Linked DNA regions of Mus musculus: region 1 is linked to region 2. The links are chromatin contacts, called in public Hi-C maps. All regions are on one chromosome and are shown on one strand. The core of a region is the stretch at or near the end of the contact, and the rest is flanking DNA. Distances in the headings are between cores, read along the strand shown.

Evidence for each region. A called contact is a pair of places that touch in the nucleus more often than the background predicts.
Region 1: a contact with region 2 is called in a Hi-C map of bone marrow-derived macrophages, with 44 read pairs. The contact joins two enhancer-like sites. A contact is called at or near these places in 8 of 39 promoter capture datasets (the 3T3-L1 cell line, cranial neural crest, embryonic stem cells and 4 more), 33 of 484 Hi-C or Micro-C datasets (the 63-12 cell line, B cells, CD4 T cells and 23 more), 12 of 115 datasets of contacts at active chromatin or transcription factors (the HPC-7 cell line, Th17 cells, acute myeloid leukemia and 6 more) and 5 of 9 other capture datasets (adipose tissue, embryonic stem cells, liver and 2 more).

The regions. Positions count from the first base shown.
Region 1 is chr4:140,669,599-140,675,435 of GRCm38.p6, reverse strand. No RefSeq gene overlaps it. Among named protein-coding and RNA genes, the nearest start is that of Arhgef10l, 6.6 kb to the right of the region's middle. Within about 2 kb of position 1,260, at least 8 of the 459 cell types and tissues checked have an H3K27ac peak or open chromatin away from gene starts, as enhancers often do. A contact at or near this core is called in bone marrow-derived macrophages, where this site is marked.
Region 2 is chr4:140,569,194-140,575,352 of GRCm38.p6, reverse strand. Arhgef10l (Rho guanine nucleotide exchange factor (GEF) 10-like) reads left to right here. Exons shown (of 29, transcript NM_001290803.1): 15 at 1-69; 16 at 4,951-5,096. Among named protein-coding and RNA genes, the nearest start is that of Gm42335, 33 kb to the left of the region's middle. Within about 2 kb of position 2,737, at least 34 of the 459 cell types and tissues checked have an H3K27ac peak or open chromatin away from gene starts, as enhancers often do. A contact at or near this core is called in bone marrow-derived macrophages, where this site is marked.

The sequences.
Region 1 (5,837 bases), core at 11-2,510, 100 kb before region 2:
CTGCCTCCCGAGTGCTGGGATTAAAGGCGTGTGCCACCACCACCCAGCTGGTTTTTTTTGAAACAGGGTCTCATGTAGCCCAGGTTGGCCTTAAACTTTCTGTGTAGCTAGGATGAGCCTGAATCCCTCATGCTCCTGTCTCTACTTCCTGAGTGCTGGGAGTGCAGGCCTGCCTGCCCTGGTTTATGCAGCCCTGGGGATTGAGCCCAGGGCTCTGCGTATCCGAGGCTAGCCCTTCACCCACTGTGTTTCATCTTCAGCTCCATTTACTTATTTTGTGATGAGCCTGCTCCACCCCTAACATCATGGTGTAGGATGAACGGTTTTATCACTCAAGGCACAGTGAGTTCACCTTGCCTCTGCTCTATAGTGTCTGGGTCGTCAGTGGGGATAATTTGAAGGCTGGGGACTTGGTGGCTGGTGCTGGATCCATCTAGAAGCACCGCGCTACACATGTGCCCTGCAGCTGATGCCAGCTGTGTGGGGCCTCAGTCCCGTTGCTGACCAGAGCACTCCGAAGGCGCTTCCTCTCACCATGGTGGCCAAGGGTAGTCAGGCCTTACACCTCAGCTCCACTAGAGATAGTGCCAATGAACACGGAGGGCATCCCACGGCCTTCTGTAAGCCAGCCTCCTGGACCACAGTGTCTGGAGTCTGCCTGCCTGTAGACGTAGACCTTCCCACTGAGAGTTTGTAGGAGTGTGTTAGCACCCCAGGTGAGCAGCGTCAATGGGGCAGCCCAGGGCCATGAGAGCTGGGGTGAACTGTGTGAGACCCCAGGGGCGGTTCAGCCTCGCCCACCCTGACTTTTTTTTTTTTTCTGTTTGCAGCCAGCTGCTTCCTACCTTTGAACTGGAGACTGTGTCCCCGGTGACCAGCAGGGGGCGCCAGATACATCGGGGAGGTAGCCTTTTGACACTGAGGTGCCTTCAGCCGCATCCACCCTGGAGCTAGAGCCCTTCCTCACAGTGACAAGCTAAAAATGGCTCTTCCTGCTTTTGACCCATGGGGAAGCCCAGGGCTGCCTTTTCTTTCTTTTTTTTTTTTTTTGGTTTTTCGAGACAGGGTTTCTCTGTATAGCCCTGGCTGTCCTGGAACTCACTTTGTAGACCAGGCTGGCCTCGAACTCAGAAATCCACCTGCCTCTGCCTCCCGAGTGCTGAGATTAAAGGCGTGTGCCACCACGCCCGGCTCAGGGCTGCCTTTTCAAGTGGGCAGATTGTGTCTTGGACTCATCCTATTCGTGGTCTGACCTTTGACCTTGTTTTTTTTTTTTTTTTTCCTTCAGGAAACGCAGTGAGGAGTGAAGGGCACTGGTTCCCACAATTAGAGATGCAGGCTCAGCAGTCACTGGTCTCCTAGGGCTGAGCCCCTTCCATCCTGCTCCTAGAAGCAGTTCCAGAGAGTCCCCCTCCCAGTCTACACCCCCCCCCCTCCGCCTTCCATACACTCTGAGCTCCAAAAGGATGCTGAGGGAAGTTTGAAAGGCCTGGTGCATTTCAGCGTAGGACAGACCCAGCTGGGGATGGAGACAGGGCTCTGCCATGGGCCTCTGCCTGTGCAGTGCAGCTTCCATGCTGGATTGCAGGAGGTCTTGGGGAGTCGCTGTGAGCCCTGGAAGAGGCTGGGGACCCAGATCAGTAGCCTCTCCTGGGAAGGACCGAGAACTTCCACCCCCACTCTCTCTAGTCCATGAGATTCTTCCTGTGACCTTTGACCCCATCTTCCTTCCTTCCTCCACTGCTCAGCCCTTGTGAGATTGAGGCTAGGCTCATACGGCCAGCTCCTGCCCTTCCTCCTCGCTTCCCAGTGCTAGCCCACGGCTGCCCACTCTGGTCCTTTCCTCCCCTCCCCCATGTCCCTTCTTGGCCCTTCATGGACCATGCCAGTTCTGGGAGGAGTAACATCTTCTGTGGCTGTCCTTAGCTGGTGACATTTGTCTGCAGAGTTAAGGGTGGCCCACTGGCTGTCTCCATAGCAATATTTAGCTAATCATGGAGATGGGGCTGGAGAGGTGGCTCAGTGATTGAGAGCACTGGGTGCTCCAGAGGACATAGGTTTGATTCCTACCACCCACATGATGGCTCACAATTGTCTGTAACTCTGACTTCTTCAGGCTTCATAGGCTGGGGCACACACGTGTTACAAATACATACACTCAAGTGCACAGATATACACATATACACATTGTTTGTTTGTTTGTTTATTCATTCATTATATGTAAGTACACTGTAGCTGACTTCAGCCACTCCAGAAGAGAGCATCAGATTTCATTACGGATGGTTGTGAGCCACTATGTGGTTGCTGGGATTTGAACTCCTGACCTTCAGAAGAGCAGTCGGGTGCTCTTAACCACTGAGCCATCTCACCAGCCCCATACACATTGTTTTTTTTAAAAAAAAAAGGCCAGTCGTAGTGGTGCAGACCCATGATCCCAGCACCCAGGACGCACAAGGTATGGTGGTTTGAACATGCTTGGCCCAGGGAGTGGCACTACTTGGAGGTGTGGCCTTGTTGGAGTATGTGTGTCACTGTGGGCATGGGCTTTAAGACCCTCATCCTAGTTGCCTAGAAATCAGTATTCTGCTAGCAGCTTTCAGATGAAGATTTAGAACTCTCAGCTCCTCCTGCATTATGCCTGCCTGGATGCTGCCATGTTCCCACTTTGATGATAGTGGACTGAACCTCTGAACCCGTAAGCCAGCCTCAATTAAATGTTGTCTTTATAAGAGCTGCCTTGATCATGGTCATGGTGTCTGTTCATAGCAGTAAAACCCCAACTAAGACACAAAGCAAATGCTCTACCATTGAGCCTAGCCTAGGGTCTCATGTAGCCCAGGCTAGCCTTAAATTTCTGAGCCTCCTATTCCAACCCCTCACCTCTTTTTTTTTTTTTTTTTTTTCGAGACAGGGTTTCTCTGTATAGCCCTGGCTGTCCTGGAACTCACTTTGTAGACCAGGCTGGCCTCGAACTCAGAAATCCACCTGCCTCTGCCTCCCGAGTGCTGGGATTAAAGGCGTGCGCCACCACGCCCGGCTCCAACCCCTCACCTCTTAAGTGCAGGGGGTTAGGGGCATGTGCTACCACACTCAGTCTTTTTTTTTTTAATATTTTTATTAGGTATTTTCCTCATTTACATTTCCAATGCTATCCCAAAAGTCCCCCATACCCTACCCACCCACTCCCACTTTTTGGCCCTGGCATTCCCCTGTACTGGGGCATATAAAGTTTGCAAGTCCAATGGGCCTCTCTTTCCAGTGATGGCTGACTAGGCCATCTTTTGATACATATGCAGCTAGAGTCAAGAGCTCCGGGGTATTGGTTAGTTCATAATGTTGTTCCACCTATAGGGTTGCAGATCCCTTTAGCTCCTTGGGTACTTTCTCTAGCTCCTCCATTGGGAGCCCTGTGATCCATCCAATAGCTGACTGTGAGCATCCACTTCTGTGTTTGCTAGACCCCGGCATAGTCTCACAAGAGAGAGCTATATCTGGGTCCTTTCAGCAAAATCTTGCTAGTGTGTGCAATGGTGTCAGCGTTTGGAAGCTGATTATGGGATGGATCCCCGGATATGGCAGTCTCTAGATGGTCCATCCTTTCGTCACAGCTCCAAACTTTGTCTCTGTAACTCCTTTTTTTTTTTTATTCTTAAGACATTATTTTTTCTAGGTAGCCCAGGCTAGCCCTAAACTCACTATCTTCCTGCCTCAGCCTTCTGAGTGGGATTAGAGGTGCAATACCACACACTAAAGTCCAAGGTTTTTCTGGTTTGATAGAATATACAGAACAAAGGGCACCCCCACTGTCCCCTCAAAATGCTCCTCTGCACCTGGGTGCTTTCTCTCTGTGACTGAGCTCACTCACGTTGCACAATGGTCTTCACAGCTAAGTGTCTTCACCCCCGTTTTACAGCCTTGCATAGAGAGGTCAAGGGGTCAAGTGGCTTGTGCAGGGAGGGTCCTGTGGCTGGTAAAGACGCTGGACTCAAACTTGGGTTTGTTTGATCTCTCCCTTACAGGGAAGATTACAGGGGCCCTGGCTGCAGGTCTGGTTATGTCTCCACCCAGGGCTAGGAGTTCTTAAAGTCAAGCTGTGACACTTCAGGGCAGGAGCGGGGCTCAGAGGAACAGCGTGTGGCTCTCCTTGGGCAAAGCCGCCATTTGAGCAGGAGGGGTGGAGAGAGTTGGAGACCCTCTGGGCCAGCCCAAAGGCTTGTCCCATAAATGAAGGTAGCACACAGTATCTGTCTCCACGACACAGGGAGGCTCAGCCTTGTTTACAAAAGCCAATGAGGAGGTGGAGGTGAGCCCCACTGTGCACCCATGCAGCCCGGAGACCATCACCCAATGTGTCTCCTGACCACAACTCTTTACCCCTTCAAGATTCCGAACAGGCAGGTGATGACTTAGGATATAGGGGGCAATGGGGAGACCCCGTGCTTCCCAGGCATCCAAACTTGAAGGCTCTGTCTCCTCCTTCCCAGTCCACACAGATACACACACACAGACACACACACACACACTACAAATGTCAAAAAGTAAAATAAAATACAAGGATGAGGGCAGTCATGTGGTGCACACTTGTAAACTTTGCACCTTTAAACCTAGGTGGAAGCACTCAAATCAGGAGTTCAAGGCCAGCCACTGCTATGTTTTAGTTTTAAGGCCATCCTAAACCCTGGGAGACTTTGTCAAAAACACAAAACAAATAAACAAGCAAACGACCCAAATCCACCAAACAACAAAACCAATAACACAAAACAAAAGTCCCCAACCAAAACACTATCACAAAAACCCAAAGGGAAGTTGGTGGCTGAAGTCAAAGGGAACTGTGAGCAGGGGTCGCATCCAGGGGCAGATTAGCCACTCGGAGGGCACTTACCGCAACTGGGACACCTGAGGCTGTCAGAGAGAGGATGCTGCCGGCATGGGGGGCCAGAGGCAGAGATTTGGTTCTGATCACACATGGAGCCCAGGATGGCCCCATGGTGCAGAACCTTCTGGCCACAGTGCTGACTGGGACCAGGCTGCCACAGCACCCACCATCGGCAGCTCCTGTCCTGTTCTCAAAAGGACTTCGATTCAGGATCAGCTCCAGAACGGTGCTCATTCCACTGCCCACTGGCTGTACCGTGGGTGCTGAGCGTGGGGAGTGGGCATGGCTGGTGCTCAGTGAGGGGAAGCAGAGGTCAAATGCATGGCACGCTCTGACTCCGTTCCTGCAGGCTTGGCTGGTACAAAGCTAGCTCGCTGCTGCTTGGAGGTGCAGTGGGGATGGCTTGGGGCAGCACGTGGGGGGCGGGGGGGATGTTCATTGGAACTCTTGACTAGTCCAGAATGTGACTGTTAGATTTTTGTCTTTTTGGCTCAAGCTATCGAAAGCTGGAAAGAGGGAACCTCAACTGAGATATCCATTGGCCTGTGGCCATGTCTGTTGGGCATTTTCATGATTATCGATCTGGAACAGCCTAGCCCACTAGGCAGTAAAGGGTGGTGGTTCTGGGCTGTATAACAAAGCTAACTGAGGGGCTGGAGTGATGGCTCAGTGGTTAAGAGCTCTGACCGCACTTCCAGAGGACCTGGGCTCATTTCCCAGCAACCACATGGTGGCCCACAACTGAAACTCCAGTTCTAAGGGATCTGTGACCCTCACACACACATTTAGGCAGAGCACCAACGCATATAGAATAAGAATAAACAAATCTGTAGTGAGAATTTTGGTTTCTTTAAAAAACACAGAAATATTGTAAGAATGTGTTTTTGTTTTAATCCCAGGTTGGGATAAGAGGCTGCTTCAAGGAGCCGACGATGATTTGCCTCGGGCTCTAGCAGAGGTG
Region 2 (6,159 bases), core at 1,488-3,987:
TTGGCCGACCAGGTGGCTGAGATCCAGCAGCTGACCAAGAGTGTCAGTGACCGCAGCAGCCTCAACAAGGTGGGTGTGCGTCACCTGTCACTTCTGCAGCTGTGCGTCACCTGTCCCTCCTGCAGCTGTGTGTCACCTGTTACTTCTGCAGCTGTGCGTCACCTGTCCCTCCTGCAGCTGTGTGTCACCTGTTACTTCTGCAGCTGTGCGTCACCTGTTACTTCTGCAGCTGTGCGTCACCTGTCACTTCTGCAGCTGTGCGTCACCTGTCATTTCTGCAGCTGTGCGTCACCTGTTACTTCTGCAGCTGTGTGTCACCTGTCCCTCCTGCAGCTAGCTGTGTGTCACCTGTCACTTCTGCAGCTTCCCTGGGGTCCCTCACTAGGTGGCAGTGTTCTCTGAGGGAGGGAAGCTTGATCCACTGAATAGAACATTCATTGTGATTCACGGTATTTTAGGATAAAAGAAAGTTTTGTTTATTAGTCTCATTACCAAGACAGAAACTAGAAACCATAGGCTACTAATATAGTTAGGAGAATGGATCTGAGAAGTCTTCATGTAATACACACACACACACACACACACACACACACACACACACACACACACTCACTCACACACACACACTCACACACACACTCACACACACACACTCACTCACACACACTCACACACACTCACACACACACACACACACATACACTCACACACACAAATACATATAAATATGTAAAAAGATATATAATGGGACAATGTCTAGTTAAAGCGATCTGTAACCTCGTGTTTTTTCACCTGTCCACTTTGTTCCCAGAAATAACAACTCTGAGACTTAATATTTCGTGAAAAAAATGCCTAGGCGAAAAGCTTTGCTTATTTCCTGACTAGTTCATAACTTAATTACCTATTCATTTTAGTCTAAGTCATGTGGTGTGGCTGGTTACCTGGTCCTCAGTTAACACGACCATCTTCTTCTGTGACTGGGGCGAATCTCCTGCCTGACTATCTCCCAGAATCCTCTCTCTCTGCTGGATGCCCCACCTTCTAATCCTGCCTTAGCTCATTGGCCATAGGCTTTTTTACTGACCTACTAAGGGGTGAAACTTCCGTTCATCGCATAAGAGCCTGCCTCTGCCTCCCCATGATGGGATTATAGGCGTGCACCGCCATGCCCAGTTTCTGCAGTGCTGGGGATGGAACCTAGGATTTTATGCACGTTAAGCAAGTGCTTTCCTCACTGAGGTCGAAATGCAGGTTTTCAGGCAGCGTGCTGGTGAACATCTGTGATTCTAGTATTAGGAGACAGAGGTACGAAGAGCCAGAGTTTCAGACCAGCCTGGGCTGCATAGGGAGTTCTAGGCCAGCCAGGGTTACAGATAAGAAAAAAAGAAAAGACAAGATCAGTCGCTGTGGGCTGCAGTCCTTCTGTTTCCTGCCAGCATGAGGGGCTTGGTGTGAGTCCCTCACTGCCCCACGCAGGCCTGGAGACCCTACGCTTACTGACTGTAGGATGAGGTAGACAGGGATGGTCCGCTGGTGAGGTGACCTCTCCAGGGCCTACCAGATGGGTGTTTCCAGAGAGGGGACATGGTGTGAGGTCACAGGAAATGGTTGATGTCCTGGGGACTCCCAAAGGCTGATGGCTGGCTGTTGCTAGGAAGAGATTTCAGTTGTGTGGAAAGATTGTCCAGGAGGGTGGCCTGGGAAATGGCTGCTCCTTATTGTCACCACGCTTGCCTGTGTGGTGAGCTCGATAGCTAGGACCGCAGTCTTTGACTTTTGTATATGACCTTCAGTGCTGGTCACGGGATCAGGCTGGGCTGGGTCACCTGAGGTCCCGAAGTCCTGAGCTTCAGGCACTCCCATGCCGTGGCCCCTCTGAGCCACAGTCAGGCAGGTTGCAGGCGCGCTTGGGTCCTCGTTGTTCTTTTAAGAAAGTGGAAGCCATTGGAGGCATTTAAAAAGTATGGCATGCCATGAGCCTCAGATTCGAGGGCTGGAAGAGCTGGCGTGCCACCCGACCTGTGTGGTTCCTTTCACCTGAGGTCGGCTGCCCACTTCCGGTTGATCTCACTGTGACGTCTCACAGAGGGTACCTGTCGGCATCCGGTTTGCTTCCTCTGTTCTGGGAGCCCAGAATCTGGCGTGTGTGGCAAGGAAAAAGGGGAGCAGCGCCCTTTCTTTGGGGAGCTTCCCATTCAGGATGGCTTCCCTGGGGACCAGTGCCTCCCCTCCCCGGACAGTACTGACTCCTCATGCCCCAAGCCTGCCATTTTGGAATGTCTCTGGAGAGAGGGCGTCAATTCCCAAAGCTCCCTGTGCTGGCCTCTGTGTTCGAGAGGCTGCTTTTTCTAGCAGTGGATAATGCCCACCAGGGGGAGGGACATCAGTTGGTACCGCCCTGGGAAGAGCTTTCTATTCTCTTCTGCTGCATGCATGCATGCATGCATGCATGCCTGCCTGCCTGCCTGCCTGCCCACCCGCCCGCCTGCCTTCAGACATAGTAGGAGGTAGCTAGGGAGACCAGTTTGATATCAGGCTAGGGGATGGATAATCTGAGCCTCAGTTTCCCCCTCTGTGTGAAGGTTGAGCTGGCCACGTGTGGATGCTAATTCGGAGAGGGCGTCAGGCTGCACGCTGTGCCCTCCCGCCCAGGGGCGTCTTTGGACAGTCTGGTCCTGTCGAGGATCGGATCAGTGTTTGGCCTCTGTCCATCACCCAGAGAGAAGCGGAAATGAAACTGGGAGTGGGCAGAAAGAGCCCCGTGAGCTGTTTCTAAACAGCCGACTCAGGAGCCTCCAGAGGGACGCTGGGGCAACAGCGAGGCTTTCTTTCCCTTTTTAAATCTGCGTAAGGGACAGGGCTGAAGGCCTGATGCCCAAGGGACTTTCCTCTTCCCAGTGTAGGTCCTGGCAATCGGGGCTGCTATGGTGGAGGCGGAAGGTCACGGGCTGGGTTGTGTTTCCATGAGCTGGGTCTGCCTTGCTTAGGGACACTGTGGGGGAGACGTGGGGGACCTCGAGGCTTCGGTAAGGTGGGAACGGCGTAACCATTCCAGTTCCTGTGGCAGAGCTGGGCACTGCCACACAATGCAGGGAGACAAAGCAGAGGGTGTCTCTCCTGTGTGGGTGCTGGGTGCCGGGGCGTTGTAGGCGCTGTGCACATGCAGAATCTGTACCTTAGGGGCGCTAAGCGGATGAAGTCCGTGTGGGATGCTTCTGAGTCCCACAGTGCCCACCATGCAGCAGGGTCACTGCCGCTAGGAGCTTAGTTGGTGTGTCTCCTTGAGGAGTGCTCTGGGAAGCAGGGTCCTCTCCGAGGGAGGCCAGCAGGGCGAGGTTGGAACCAAGACAATCAGAATCACACCATTCGGTAACAGATTTCACAGCCCCCCCCATAAAACCCTATAAGGAAAAGGATATTTCTCAGAGGGATTGGCATGCTTTGGGGGTGGTACAAGTGAGGTGGGGTGCGTTGATTCAGGTGCTTGGGCTCTGAGAGCCGTTGGTTTCTTTAGAACAGGCATGGTTAACTGGAAGATCCATTTTCACCCCCTTACTCTGTTTCATCCTCTGCAAGGGATGGTGTGGGTCACTTCCAGGTCAAGTGTCTCCGAAAAACCATGTCTCTCCATGACAGAGATGGTCTTAAACATTGGCATTGAAACAACAGGGTCCTCAGTGGGTGACCACTGCACGCTTAAAGCTAAGGCGTCCTATACCCTCCCAGGGCCACACTCAGGAGCGCCCTGGGCCTGTTCAGTGTGCTCTGCTGTGGCCTTCGAACCGTGGTCTGTGTTTGCCTGGTGTAACGGCTTTGTGAATTTCTTAGCTAGACTCAGTAGATACCATGTTCATTACTGTGTGATCTGAGCAGTGGAGGTACCTGCTGAGGGTGGTTACAGGATCCTAAGGCATGTGTGTGTGGTGTGTGTGTATGTGTGTGGTGTGTGTGTGTGGTGTGGTGTGGTGTGGTGTGGTGTGGTGTGTGTGTATGTGTGTGTGGTATGTGATATGTGTGTGGTGTGGTGTGTGTGTGGTATGTGATGTGTGTGTGGTGTGATATGTGTGTGTTTGGTGTGTGTGTATGTGTGGTGTGTGTGTTATATGTTGTGTATGTGTGGTGTATGTGTTATATGTTGTGTATGTGTGGTGTATGTGTGTGTTATATGTTGTGTATGTGTGGTGTTTGTGTGTGTGTGTGTGTGTGTGTATGTGTGTGATGTGTGTGTGTGGTGTGTGGTATGTGGTATGTGTGTGTATGTGTACGTGTATGTGTGGTGTGTGTGTGTGATGGCAGGAGCCAGCTCATCTGAGAAAGAGGCTACTGCTGGGTTCTGCTCTGGCAAGAGTGGCTGTCCAGGCTCCCCTCCATCTCCCTGGAACAGAGAACCCAATGTGTGTGCCCTGGCCTTCTCTGTCCAATGTGCCTTATTATCTAGTGACAGATGTTGACTCTGGGTCCTCTACCTCTTCCAGCCACCATCTTTGTTTTGTTTTAAATATAGAATCTCTAGCCCAGGCTGTCCTCAAATTCCCTGTGTAGCTGAGGATGACCTTAAACTCTCCATCCCCCTGCCTCCACCTCCCAAGTGCTGGGATCGAAGGTGTGTGCTACCACACTAGGTTTATGTGGTACAGGGGATTGGAACCCAGGGTTTGATGTATAAAAGGTGAGCACTCCACCAGCTAAGCTGTACCCTGGGCCTTCTGCCACTTTAGAGATAGTGTAGTCCCTGTGTAGTCCAGGCTGGCCTGAGCCTCATGGTACCCCTCCCAACCCCCCACTCCCCAAGTGCTGCAGCTACTTTAGGCATATGTATGTTACCATACACTATCCTGGATCTTCTTTTCTACGAGGTGGGAGAGGTTCCAAACCTCTGGCCTGGCTGTCTGGGGAGCATCCCGGATCACACCCTCAGTGTTGACCTTCTCTGTTCCTTCCCTTCTCCAGCTGTTGACCTCTGGCCAGCGGCAGCTGCTTCTGTGTGAGACACTGACTGAGACGGTGTATGGAGACCGAGGGCAGCTGATCAAGTCCAAGGAGCGCAGGGTCTTCCTGCTCAATGACATGCTGGTCTGCGCCAACATCAACTTCAAGTAAGAGCCTGGCACAGGGTGGGACGTCCCCTTCCAGGGACCTTTGCTGTTTGGTTCCCTCTCCCCAGCCTCCGTCATGGCACCACCATAACCCTGTTAGGTCTCAGACTCTTCACCTTCCTCTACCTCCCTCACGCCCCGCTTTGTCCTAGGTAGGGGCATCTCTGACCCCAGACTTACTGTTACTCCCGGGCCAGAGCTGTGTGCTACAGTTTCCCTTAATCCCTCAGCCTGACAGCCTTGAAACTGAAGAGGGTCTTCCTTGTATCTACCCCAGATCCCTGCGTTTTTGACTCACATGGGATTCCGGGGTCTCAGGGCTGCTGGTATCCACTCAGAGCCCACCCAGAGGAGTGTGTTTCTGCCCTGTAGGCATGGTTTCCAGCCCATGGGAGGCTGTAGAAGCTCTGGGCTGTGGGCTTAGCCTGAGATAGAAGGAACTGGGCTGTGAGGAAGGTGGCCTGTGGCTGCTGCTGGGACCTCACATATGGTTAGCACAGGAATTCACACAAATGTCAAGACCTTTGACTATTTGGGTGATGTAACAAGCTGGGGCTGCCCTGCCCCAGGCCATGGGAGCCGGGACTCAACGCTCTGCAAAGGCCCAGACCTCATTCAGCAGGGGAATTCACAGGAAGTGTTCACTCCCAGCTTGGGTACTCACTGTGTGTGTGTGTGTCTGTGTGTCAGTGTGTCTGTGTGTCTGTGTGTCTGTGTATGTAAATGCTCATGTGTGTGTGCATGTGCAGGTATGTATATGTGTATATGTGTGTGTGCACATGTGTGTTTCCATGTGTATGTGTGTGCACATGTGCATGTGCATGTTTGTGTGTGTGTGTGTGCATTTGCATGTGCCCATATGTGTATGAGTATGTGCATGTGTGTATATGTGTGTGTACATGTATGTGTGCATGTGTATATATGTATGCACAGGTCAGAGCACAGTCTTTAGAGTCAGTTCTCACTCCTCTCATTATTTGTATCCTGGGGATCAAACTCAGGTCAGCAGGCTTGGTGGCAAGTTCCGTTATCCCCTGAGCCACCGGGACAGTCCCCGGCACTG